Linked DNA regions of Mus musculus: regions 2 and 3 are each linked to region 1. A link is a contact called in public HiChIP or PLAC-seq data. All regions are on one chromosome and are shown on one strand. The core of a region is the stretch at or near the end of the contact, and the rest is flanking DNA. Distances in the headings are between cores, read along the strand shown.

The links. HiChIP or PLAC-seq counts read pairs in DNA pulled down with a chosen protein or histone mark.
Region 2: a CTCF HiChIP or PLAC-seq map of the NIH/3T3 cell line shows a contact between it and region 1, with 8 read pairs. The contact joins two enhancer-like sites. A contact is called at or near these places in 1 of 15 datasets of contacts at CTCF or cohesin (the NIH/3T3 cell line), 5 of 484 Hi-C or Micro-C datasets (cerebral cortex, cortical neurons, nephron progenitors and 2 more), 2 of 115 datasets of contacts at active chromatin or transcription factors (the NIH/3T3 cell line and cardiomyocytes) and 1 of 9 other capture datasets (adipose tissue).
Region 3: a FOXA1 HiChIP or PLAC-seq map of pancreatic cancer cells shows a contact between it and region 1. The contact joins two enhancer-like sites. A contact is called at or near these places in 1 of 15 datasets of contacts at CTCF or cohesin (the NIH/3T3 cell line), 2 of 484 Hi-C or Micro-C datasets (the HL-1 cell line and muscle stem cells), 5 of 115 datasets of contacts at active chromatin or transcription factors (CD8 T cells, a colorectal cancer cell line, embryonic stem cells and 2 more) and 1 of 9 other capture datasets (embryonic stem cells).

What each region holds. Positions count from the first base shown.
Region 1 is chr6:115,282,128-115,286,287 of GRCm38.p6, forward strand. Syn2 (synapsin II) reads left to right here. Exons shown (of 13, transcript NM_001111015.1): 13 at 1-499. Among named protein-coding and RNA genes, the nearest start is that of Timp4, 32 kb to the left of the region's middle. Within about 2 kb of position 2,209, at least 60 of the 459 cell types and tissues checked have an H3K27ac peak or open chromatin away from gene starts, as enhancers often do. A contact at or near this core is called in the HL-1 cell line, the NIH/3T3 cell line, muscle stem cells and 1 more, where this site is marked.
Region 2 is chr6:115,438,908-115,442,910 of GRCm38.p6, forward strand. It overlaps Pparg (peroxisome proliferator activated receptor gamma), which reads left to right. Exons shown (of 8, transcript NM_001308354.1): 3 at 933-1,160; 4 at 2,585-2,754. The coding sequence starts at 941. Among named protein-coding and RNA genes, the nearest start is that of Pparg, 79 kb to the left of the region's middle. Within about 2 kb of position 1,559, at least 17 of the 459 cell types and tissues checked have an H3K27ac peak or open chromatin away from gene starts, as enhancers often do. A contact at or near this core is called in the NIH/3T3 cell line, where this site is marked.
Region 3 is chr6:115,499,793-115,503,645 of GRCm38.p6, forward strand. No RefSeq gene overlaps it. Among named protein-coding and RNA genes, the nearest start is that of Gm36301, 18 kb to the right of the region's middle. Within about 2 kb of position 1,484, at least 43 of the 459 cell types and tissues checked have an H3K27ac peak or open chromatin away from gene starts, as enhancers often do. A contact at or near this core is called in the HL-1 cell line, muscle stem cells and pancreatic cancer cells, where this site is marked.

The DNA.
Region 1 (4,160 bases), core at 959-3,458:
GGTGCGCACGTCTGTGTTAAGAATGTGTCTGTACCTTGAATATCACATCCTGATGCTCCCAACAAGCTCCCCAGTGGATCTGTCTCTTCTAGAACTGTTTGACTGCCAACAGCTTGGCATTTCTACCCATTTGATTCAATTCACAGACTCCAATATTCACAACACCCCTGCCTGTATATCAACCAAGTTAGACCCATCTTCCCATCTTTCATCAAGATTCTCAGCTAAAGCCCACAAGGTACAGCCAACAAAAGAAGCAACCCGTTCTGATGAATTTGGTCCTACAGCTGTCGTACGTAGTTCAGGCATCCTAAAGGCCTGCGGCTGGGTGGGCTCTGAGGGATTTTACTCCGACAACTTCTTCATGGTTCTCTGAGGATAAGTTCCACATTTGCATATGTTTGAGGAAAAACAGTCAGTGTGTAAACATCTTAGCTATGTAATTCCCTGCGTGTGATAGATACCATGTGATATAAACTCAACAAGTCAACACCCCTTGAAATGTCACTGTCTGACACCAATTTCTGTCTCTGCTCATGGTCATGAGCAGGGATTCCAGGAGGGCAGAGAATGAATTTCTCTGGTACCAGGTCTCTTTTCTGAGTCACATTTATCCTGTGTTTTTAGGGTCTGAGGACTGAGACAGGTAAGGGGAGAAGTAGGATCCCCACAATCTCCCATTGAATGGCACCTGATGAGTGCTATCACTCCATCCTTCCTTGCACAGTACACACACCTACAGAGAGCTAAACGAAGGGCAATAGGGAGAATCAATCAATCTGCCTCCCCTCTCTTTCTGCTGAGGTTGGAACCCAGGGTCTCAGAGTCTCACTCATGCGAGGCAAACACTATACCTCTGCCTGCCCAGGCCTGCATATGCATTCTGTTTTTATACCTACTTGTGTGTCTTTATAAGGAAAGTGAAGATTCGAAGAATGACAACTTGAAGATGTGACACTACAAAGGGGTCTGGTGTAAAGCTAGTGAACTGTGGGAAAGGAATTAGGATGCACATGGGAAAATGGTGAAGGAGACGGTCACACATCTTAAGATTTTGTTTGTATAAACGCATTTCCATGTTAATCTCTAGTCTCTGGTTGTAAAAATGTTCTTATTGTATAGGTTGGTGAGGGAACATCTTCTTCATGAGAGTTTTAGGTCCTGTTTCAGGCACAAAGGGAGAGCAGAGAACTCCCCCTGTACCTCTCAGTGCCCACTGCCTTTGGCTCAAAATAATCAGCGTGCCCAGCGTGGCATATTTTGAGGTAGCCTGTTCTGAAGCTCTTTACTGACAAGAGTCTTCCACTTATCCATGCTTCTCTCCCTCTGGTTCCAAATACACCGCAACACAACGTGCTTCTTTAGTGACATGGATTGAGCGTTTACCCTATGTGTAGACGTCGTGATGGAGTCAAAGACATGTTTACTAACATATCCAGAGCTTACTAAGCATAATTCTAAGCACTTAAAGCAACTTATTGATCTCCTATGGGATAAGTACTATTATAATTTTACACATGAAGAAATTGAAGAAAACCCCAATTACTTGTTTAAGGTTATCCAGTTGGTCAAGTTGTACAAGTAAGATTTAAACCCAAATAATTGGGGGTCAGAATATGGTTCCTCAGGTAAAGTACCTGCTGCACAAGTATGAAGAACAAAGTTTGGATCCTCAGACTCACCGAGAAAACAGCCAGGTGGGTATGGGAGCCTGTCTGTAAACCTAGTGTGTGGGAGGCACAGACAGGGAGTCTCCGGAGCAAACTACTAGCTGAGACAGTGAGTTCTACATTCAGCCAGAGACCCAGTCTCAAACTAGAAGGTGGTGAGCAATCAAGGACATCTAGAGTCAACCTCAGACTTCCACGTGTGTTCACACACATGTGAATGCACACTACAGTGAGCAAGCCAAGCCACAGTACAGTAGAACACATGCCCCTCATCACTTTGCTGTATTTTATTTAATCTTGCATGGTCTATAAGAAATCATTTTCTCAAATTTTCATAGTGTGATCATATAATACAGTATACACAAACTTGGCTGGATGAGAGCTTGGGGGACAAATTACCAGTGTTGACCCCTTGGCTTAAAACTATGAGTAACATGCACTGTGGGTCTTATTCTGATCAAATATAATTCTGACTCCTAAAATGTTACTCATTCTTCCACATGTGATGTCAAACCCAAACCACAAGTAGCTTATTTAGAAAATGAGTCACCCGGGAGGGACTGTTGGGGTGACAGAAAGGGAAGGCGTTTACCATAGTCATGCAGTACCCTAGTCCAAGGAACACAGGGATTCTACCTAGACTCTAGTAATCTGGACCAGGGGTGGGGCCATTGAGAAGTAAACCTCTTGGTACTTAATTAAGATGGTTCCAGAGACTTGGAAAGTAGTACCTCACAATAGTCAAACACCCAGTGAGTAGTGTGAAAAAACTTGGGCCAAAAGCTTTTGGTCTGTAGGCCAACTCTGCCTGTCTTGCAGATCAGATCTACTCTAGCTTATGGGGCTTCCTCTGACAGTTCTCAGCCCAGATAAGTAAACAGAAAGATTCATCTGTCTTCACGGGGCTTCCCATCTCCTGGATCAAAGTGAATAAATTCTGTCCATTATGTACTTGTTGATAATTCTTTATTGTGTATTTACTAAGCTCAACAAATTTCATGGGAAGATCATAAAACTGAGCTAACGAAGGTTTCTGCACTCACAAAGTCCACAGCCAATAGGAGAGATGTGTACTGTCTTAAGGAATGCAGTCACCGTGTCAGCTTGGAAAACTCAGCTTGATAGTTATCAATGAGAATGTAGGAAAACTCTACACATACACATCGCTAGTGGGAGCCTGTATGGGCACTACCACTGTGGGGGATCATTTCCAACATCCAGTGCCTAGCTGAGCTTCGGGAATCTCATTTCTGGATACTTCTATAGAGACTTCATATCCACAAGGAAACAAGCAAAAGAATATTGGTTGCAACACGGGAGTGGGGGAACCCAACATGGAACCAATCAAACATGGAAACAAACTACTGTCTCTCATGGAGGAATTAAATTATATGTTCTCTCTCATTCATGAATAGGAATTCTCTGAGTTTAAATATGTTAGGGATTCAGATAAGGTCCGATAAGGTATGGAAAGAGGATGAATAAGATGAGTTAAGCAAGTGTAAGACAGACAGCAAGCTGTACGTGTCTCAGTGGAGCGTATGTCTAGCTCCGGGTCAGAAAAGCCTCCATCACAGGTAAGGGAGAGCTGGGATGAGTCCACAAGATCCGGAGGCCTGTAGGCAAGGGGGGGGGGGGGTTACAAAGAATTCATTTACAGTTTCATAGTTGAAAGCAACAATTAGTCTTATTGCCTGTTTACAGATGAGAAAACTGAGGCCCAGGTACCTTGGACATTTACCACAGTCATGAAGGGAGTTAGTGACATAGACAAATGAATGAGCCTTAATACTGTCTTTAGGGTCTTTAGGGTTAGGACTTGTCCTTCCTGAAACAAACAGAATGGGTTTCATTTCTAAGGAGAGGTGTATAGAGGCAGGTGATAGGCCAGGAGGAAGTGGGAAGATATTGTTAGCCAATGAAAAGAGCCTGAATCAAGTCTGAGTTTGCATCCAGGCTCTGCTAATTATTGACTGATTTGACCTTGCAAGCAATTAGTTTTTCTGTCTCAAAATGCCCTTTTCTGGGTGAGTTTAAGGATTAGATGAAGTAAATGTCCACTCCTAAAAATGGCTATTTCTGAGGTCATCACAATAAATCCCACCTCTGTCTCAAAGATCACCTAGTTGCCTTCCATGTGACTCCTCCCAAAATAGCCAAGTGCCTTTCTCCACCTCCCAGATCAGTGGTCCTCTAGGGCGATTTAAACCCAACTGAAATGACCTAAGGCTATAGCTGTAGAAGAATTAGAGTTAAGGGTGGACACCTGGAGAAACAGATGCAGCTGCCAGGCTTCCCACTGGCAATGATATATTGTGAGTGCAGATGTTCGAGCATGCACGTGAGCTGGTGAGCTTGCAAGTGAGCGTGTGTGCACTAGTGACACACACACATACACACACACACACACACACACACACATATAGAGTAACCTTTGCTGGTATAGAATGAAAAATCTCATTATACTCTTGTGAACTTTTAAATTTTAAT
Region 2 (4,003 bases), core at 309-2,808, 160 kb after region 1:
TACTATTCCACGTCTGTTAGAATAGCTAGTCCATGAAGAGAAGAGAGGATATGGAGCAACAGAAACATCTCTAGTGAAGTATACTATACACTGTGCAGCCATTATAGAAAGCAAGTGGAGATTCTCAAAAAATCAAAAGTGGAATTTCCATGTGATTAGCAGCCCTACCACTAGAAATATGGCCAGGGAACTAAAAATTACTATGTCAAAGCTTCTATGCTCCCATGTTTATTATGACACTATTCACTATAGCCAAGATATGAAATCAACATGAGAATCTAAGACATATAAACAAGTAAAAGTAAACAAAAAGCTCTGTGGTATGAACAGACACACACATGCAGAATGCACATGTATACACAGGCATGCATACTCAAACAAGTAAAAAAAAAAACCCATAGTATATATACACACATATGCAGAATGCACACACATGAACATGTATGCACACACACACACATACATACAGTGAAATACTCTATGGCCTTTAAAAAGGAAAAACTTCTGTTTCTTGTAGCAATATAGATGACCCAAAGGAACATTGTACTAAGGAAAACAAACTAGACTCAGGAAACCAGATGCCACATACTCTTGCTAGTTGCCAAGGCCTAGGCGTAGGGAAGACTGGCCAGGGTTTCCATAACACTTTGGAGTCCTGATAGACAGCAAGATGATTATAGTTAGAAATACTGTATCATATAGTTGAAATTTGCTAATGAAGCAGATCTTAAGTTCTCTCAATACAGAAACTCAGGTAAAGGCTGACTTCCTTCTTACCTGGGTGGTACTAGAAAGGCAGTAGTGCACTCACCCCCATAGGGAAGTCTGAGTGAAATGCTTTATTAAACTCATTCAGCTCCTCTCTATGTCTATGAGGACTGCTCTGCCCTCCAGAACTTGACTCATATCCTGTTCTTTTTTTTCCACTTCAGAAATTACCATGGTTGACACAGAGATGCCATTCTGGCCCACCAACTTCGGAATCAGCTCTGTGGACCTCTCCGTGATGGAAGACCACTCGCATTCCTTTGACATCAAGCCCTTTACCACAGTTGATTTCTCCAGCATTTCTGCTCCACACTATGAAGACATTCCATTCACAAGAGCTGACCCAATGGTTGCTGATTACAAATATGACCTGAAGCTCCAAGAATACCAAAGTATGTTTACTTTTCAAACTACTAGGATTGGAGTTAGACAGTTTTTTAATAACCATTGAATAAATGCTCCTGAGATTAGCACTCTGACAAGAAGGCATCTTTACTCAGTTTATCCACTACGCTTGAAGTTCTAGATGTCTGTGGGAGGCCAAGATAAGACAGCACAACAATGTTCCCAACCTAACCCCCTTTCTTCTTCTCCCTCCAATGTTCCCAAACTTACACACACACACACACACACACACACACACACACACACACACACACACGTCTATCTTCTCCTTTCTTTCCTTTCTTGTTTCCATCTTTGGAACATTTTCTAGGATGACTACATTGCCAGTTTTGTCTTAGGCTGACAGTCCATCATGTAAACTTTGAATTCTCCCAGCTTCTTTTCAGTAAGTCATAGCTGTAGGTCAACTTACATGACTCATCATAGCTAAGTTACTATTACAGTTAGGCTTTCTTTCTAAGCTGTAATTTGTAAAATTTACCTCAAACCCTAGTTTGGGGCATAAACTTACATTTGAACATTGTGGCTGACTGACAGATCATCATGACATTAAGTAAATTAACATAAAACATCAGCCTCAAGAAAACCAGAACCAAACTTTTTGAGATAAAGTATCATTTCTGTGGTGCTGTTTCCTTGATTTTTATCTTGTGGGCTGATGTGCTGGTTTTCCAGAGTCACCCCTGTGTCACTGGCAAGCATTACTTGATAATAAGTAAGAACTTCCTGTAATTTCTAGTTGTTTTCTTTAGATAGAAAGTATACGTGGGTATTTATCTGTGTGGCTCAGGGTTAGAGCCTAATACGGAAATTCAATAGGTCTGAGCCACGGGCAAACGCAGTACTTGCCTCACACAGGTTGCTCCCACTCTCTATCAAAGATCACTTTACAAACCACCTCAGACTCAACCCTGTTGATAACCTGGCACCTCGGGCTAGGCTCACCATGGCATTTTCTTGCCCATGTTCCTTCTGTATTTCTTTTGCAAGAAAAGTTTAAAACTATTTCTAAAATTCACCTTTTCAATAAAACCCATAATAGCAGAATGGATGCCAGATGCAGCCCATTGCCTAGCCAAGTAAGCGTCACTTATCCAAACCCTGTGCAATGTCTGTGGAAAGCAGCGGGAAGTTTGGGGGGGGGGGGGGGAAGCACACTTAATTCTCTGGCTTTTAATTCCCTTCCCGCTTTATTTGTGCAGGTGAGGTTCTGGGGTGTTGTGACTTGCCTGAGATGACAAAGTCTTACTTTTCCTATCTGAGCACCAACGTTTCTTCATGTTCCCCAGCGCCTCTTCTGAGACAGTAAAGTTATGGCATGAAAATATGAAGGCCACCATGGAAAGCCACAGTTCCTCTTTAAGATTGTTTGTCATGAGATAACCATCTTCTCAAATTTTCCCATGCACAGGTGCGATCAAAGTAGAACCTGCATCTCCACCTTATTATTCTGAAAAGACCCAGCTCTACAACAGGCCTCATGAAGAACCTTCTAACTCCCTCATGGCCATTGAGTGCCGAGTCTGTGGGGATAAAGCATCAGGCTTCCACTATGGAGTTCATGCTTGTGAAGGATGCAAGGTAAAAATTAAATTTAAAAAAACCATCCTAGAGTTTTCTGCAATTTTGCCTATTCTATTTCCTGTTACAAACTCACTCTAAGAATTTAAAGATAAAGTTGTGGGGAGTTGTTTTGGCAGAACTCATTCTTCAAGTAATATAACATTTGAAAATCTGAGAAAAGCTAATAAAAGCAGCATTACTCTATCCCACTTCCCCTTCCCCAAAATGAGTCTTTGAGGCATCTCAGTGGATCTTGCAGAGGTTTTTTGGGGGTTTTTTTGTTTGTTTTGTTTTGTTTTGTTTTGTTTTTGAAAGGACTTATCCAAGGTATCGCAGCAAGACAGTGAATGATGAGCCAGTACTAGGACCTACATCTTCTGATTTCTCTAGTGTGTTTTTCATCGTGCTATACAATCTCTTAAACAAGAAAGGCTTGATAGACTATATATGTATATCACTTGACCCATGGACTAATGCTGTAATATTAAGCATATTAATATATTAGCACTGTAGAAATTGTGCATCAAAGGCATGGGGTCACTTGAATAGGCTCTTTATTCCCAGGACTACAAAAGGAAAAGCAAAGTTACGGGTTAGTGAGGTCTGTCCCTACCAAGCCCTAATCTAGTGCTGTTCCTGTAGTCCAGCCACAGATCAAGCCTTGTGTAATGGAAGGGCAAAAGGCAACAACTGAGCTCTTCCCTGTGAAAAGAGTGTTTTAGAAAGTTAGGGATATGCTGTCCCAGGTATAAGAAAAGTACATTAATATATTCATTTTATATACAGTTTAAAAATAACTTTAACATACTCAGAAATAAAATAGCATGTAACTTATGCACTGGAAGCCATAGAATACATTGTTTATCAGTATTTACTTTATAAATACTGGAAGGTGTGGTGGTGTATGCCTTTAATATTAGCACTCAGGAGCAGACACAGGGGGCATCTCTGGGAGTTCATCAAGCCTGGTCTCTATAGTGATCTTCAAGCCAGCCCCGTCTCAAACAAAATAAAACATAAATAAATGAAGGAATACTGATTCACTTGAGCTTTTTCTGTAGAATGAAGATGAAGCACACAAGATAGGCATGAGTTAGGACTTCTGGGCTCTAGATGGATGGCAGACCAATAAAGGAAAACTAATTTTTATGAAATTCATAACCCTCAGCAGATGTGTGTGTGTGTGTGTGTGTTGTGCCATTATTTAACCACATTCTACAAACATTTTCTCATCTATAAAGCAATGAAATTTAGTTGGATCTGTAGG
Region 3 (3,853 bases), core at 234-2,733, 220 kb after region 1:
GGCCTGGGGTCCCTGGCCACCCTGCCTGCCAGATGGGCCAGCTCCAGGCAGGCCTCTGAGGAGCCCACGTTATGCCTCCAAGGAGCCCGTGTTATCGACGACGCTGCCGCTGCTGCCACAGTGGTGGGCAACATGCCTTGGAAAAGCTGCACTATGGCCAGGCCTCCCAGGGCTCCCGGGGTGGGACAGCTGCTGATGAAGGGGGACTATTTTTTTTTAAGGAGCTGCCTCCTACTGACAAGATGCTAGCCAAGGTTTTCTCCTTGCTCTGTTGCCTGATGAGGGTGACTATTCTCTCAAACACCACGCGCAGTCTTTGCTCCTCAACTGCCTTCCACCTCCTGAGTCCTGGCTCAAGCTTAGCAAGGCAGTGTTTTGGGGTCAGGACACAGCCAGGAGCACACGGCAAGGGTATCTAAGGCAGAGGAGCCCCTAACGCAGAGGTCACATGCAGAGTGAAGGCAGGGCTCAGAGAAGCCAGCAGAGGACGGGGATCAAGGAGTGCTGGGAGGTGAGGGAGGACCGCAGACCTCCAAGACGCTTCAGCCTTGCAGGGGCTTCTGGGCAGAGAGATGCTAAAGCCAGAAGCAGGGCCCGGAGAAGGTCAGAAAGGAAACAGTCTGCGGAGGCACCGCCCAGGGAGACAGGTGGCAATGAATGTGTAGGACATGCCAGGAAGAAAACCAACACACAGGCCTGGGCTCCAGCCCCGAAAGCCACGGATGCGGGGGACAGATGTGTAAGACAGCACAGTATCTGCATAGGACCACCGTACACCCTTCTGTAAGTTCAAAACTATGTCTGAGTTAAAATACTCAACCCAGCAAAGGTGCTGTGTAAACAGGTGCCACATCGGTTTGGGAAACAATGACCCAAGTCTGCCCACGCTTAATACAGACACAATTTTCCCTAATATTATATGCAAAATTGTTTGAGTTCACTTATGTGGAAACCATGGATACTAAGAGTTGACTATCATTTTTTTTATTTTGTTGTTGTTGTTGTTTTTAAGTTTCAAAATCACACTTAAATTGTCCTTTGAAAGCCAAATATGTCTCACTTGAGTCCAAGGACTTCCAAAAAGAAAAGCTCTTCCCAAAATGGGGTGTTCCCTTCCTCTTATGGCTTCATATGCCCCTAGGACAGGGCTGTGCACCCCACTCTAAGAAACACGAGCCCTATCGGCCTTTAAAGAAAAGACTTGAGTTGCTGAATGTCACACGGGTGAGAGTCTCTTCTAGCCAAGCACAGCTACCATTAAAGAGCAGAGCTTGGGGAGAGGAAGGTGGGGGGTGGGGGGTGGGGGTGACCTGAGGTCAGCAGAAGCAGGACAAGGAAAAAGGAGAGCCCAGTGTCAGTAAATATTCACTGGCCTTGCCTGTCCCCAGCTCTCCTCAGCCTCTAGGGACACAGAGATAAGGCTGGTGTGACTCAGGCCACCAAGGAACTCACTTTCATGGAGATAAACACAGAAGCTGGCAGCCACAGGACAGCCTGGCAAGCAGAGGAAGCCAGAGGGCTGGAGGCAGGGTGGGTGAGGCCGGATGACCTTGGGCAGGACTTCTGGAACCTTCCTGGGACTCTTCTTATGTAGCTTAAGGAATGCACAGCTACCCCCGGGGGTCACAGTGAGGAGGCACGGAGGTAAAGCAGGGCCAGCACTGCCCACTCTGCTCCCCACCCCCACCCCAAGGGTTAGTGCTGGGGACAGATTGCAAGTGAAGATAACCTCATCTTCCAGCTGGTGTCAGCTGCCACCTAATATCAGAAGGGATTATTTGAAATTTCCCAGGCAGGCTGAGCTATGGGCTTTCCAGTCCCGTGAAAGTGGGGAAGAAAGTCAACTTGGCTTCACAGAGGAGGTGACATTGGAGACCAAGTCTCAAAGGAGGATTTATGAAACAAGAAAGAAAGAAACGCTAGGTGAGGGGCTCGTGTGCAAAGGCATATGGGGAAAGCAGTGTTTCTGTTTCACTAAGCCTAGGGCACTTGGAAGAAGCGAGTCAGAGCAGCAGAACAAAATCAATCAGGCTAAGAGAGCTCGGCAAACCAGACCAGTGAGGCTGGAGCTCATCCTAGGGAGAGTGGGAAGCCATAGAAGACCTTCAGCAGCTATGCTTGCTTTCCTGAGAAAGTCACATCTGTAAAGGGAAAGGTTTGTTCTGGCTCAGGTTCAGGGCTTTCAAATCCATGGCTGGTTGGTCACATTGCTTGGGGCTGTGATGAGGTTGTGCACAGTGGTGGCTATATTGCAAACCAGAAAACAATGAGAGGAGCAAGCTGAGGCCCTATCTATAGTCCCCTCAGGAATACACATGATGACCTAAGGCCTCCAAGGTCCTGCTTCTCAAAGTTCCCCTGTCGTCCTCCTTGAGCCATCACCCTGGAAACCAGACCTTAACACGTGAGGCTTTGGGGGAACATCCGAGATCCGACCTTCCAAGCTAGAAAGTAGCATAGCTGATACTCGACTTGAGATCCCTTGGCCAGCCACTGGGAAGACAAGGGTGATGGGAAGACCACAAGTGGTAGCAGCGGTGGGAGGGGATGGCTTTGGTCATAGAAACAGAGGGAACAGACAGATGTGGGAACAGTCTTGGGGAGTGCAGAAGACAATGATCAAGTTTTGACTTGGTCACACAAGCTGTGTGGTGGTGCTTCACCTCCTGGGAAAAGATTACCTGCAGGACCCCAGGTCAGGTGTCTAAATCGCTATGGGATGCAATGGGAATCTGGATCTTCAGGGTGCGATGAGCTGGAAGATACAGGAGGGTCATGGGAGAAAGTACTGCCAACCACGCATCAACCACAGTAAAGGGCAGTAGAGGAGCCATCTTGACTCTCCAGGCCCCATCTCCCCCACTGAAGTCGACAGGCAGCTTGACACATTTTTTTTTTCTTATTTTCTTTTTATCCCTGAAAAGATTCTCCAAATATTTATCAGGCACTATTTTTGTGCTGGGGCCATTGGAGAAGTTACTCCCAACCAGCTGCCAGTTCTTAAGTCATCCCAGACAGAGACATGTGTCAACCCATTTCAACAGTGAGGACTGTATCCATTTCAAAGTTCTTCAAAGGCATGTAAGCAATGACGCTAAGACTGGAACTTAGTCTTCTGGATCGGTAACACTGACAACCCTTCAAATTGGCAGGGCCAATGACCCCCAGGGTGGAGGGTTAGAGGCCTCCATGGATGGTCCTCACCCCAGATACAGGAAGTCCCATCCAGCGCCTCTCATACCTAGACACATGCACCACAGAGAGGATGTGCCTTGTCCTGCCTCCTTCATAAATCTTTACTCTATCTGGTCACTGTAAGGAATACTTCTCAGAATACACCTTACCTTCTAGAGTTTTATAACCGCAAAGGTGGCAAGGCCCAAGGGCAGAGTCCTTTTCTTCTTAAGTCCCTTCTCCCTATTGGCCCATGTCTCCATTTGATCACCTCCACCTGTGGCCCTGGACCTAAGCCAGGGTCCAAACCTAGGTCTGCAGCGACTGACACTCAGTAGCTTGCGCTGTGTCCCTGCGATCTCCCTCCCACCCTTTTCTATCCTGAAAATCTGGGCCCTGTGTTCTTGTCCATGGGATGGCAGTTAAGGTCCTCCTACAAGGCTGTCTAGGAGTTCCATGGGATGCTGGGAAGAGAAAGGGCCCAGAGAGCCTCAGAAGTGCTATGACTCTGCTTAGGGCTGCTGTCTACCCAACCTCAACCATGTCAGAGTCAGGCCTCAGGGCAGCTACTTCCAAAGTGGAAATGACTTGTGGGCTGGGCCAGGTGTTCTCTCTTGGAGATATTGAAGTCCTGGGTTTATGGGCTCCATGAGAAGGCGGTGCCATGACTAATCCCCAT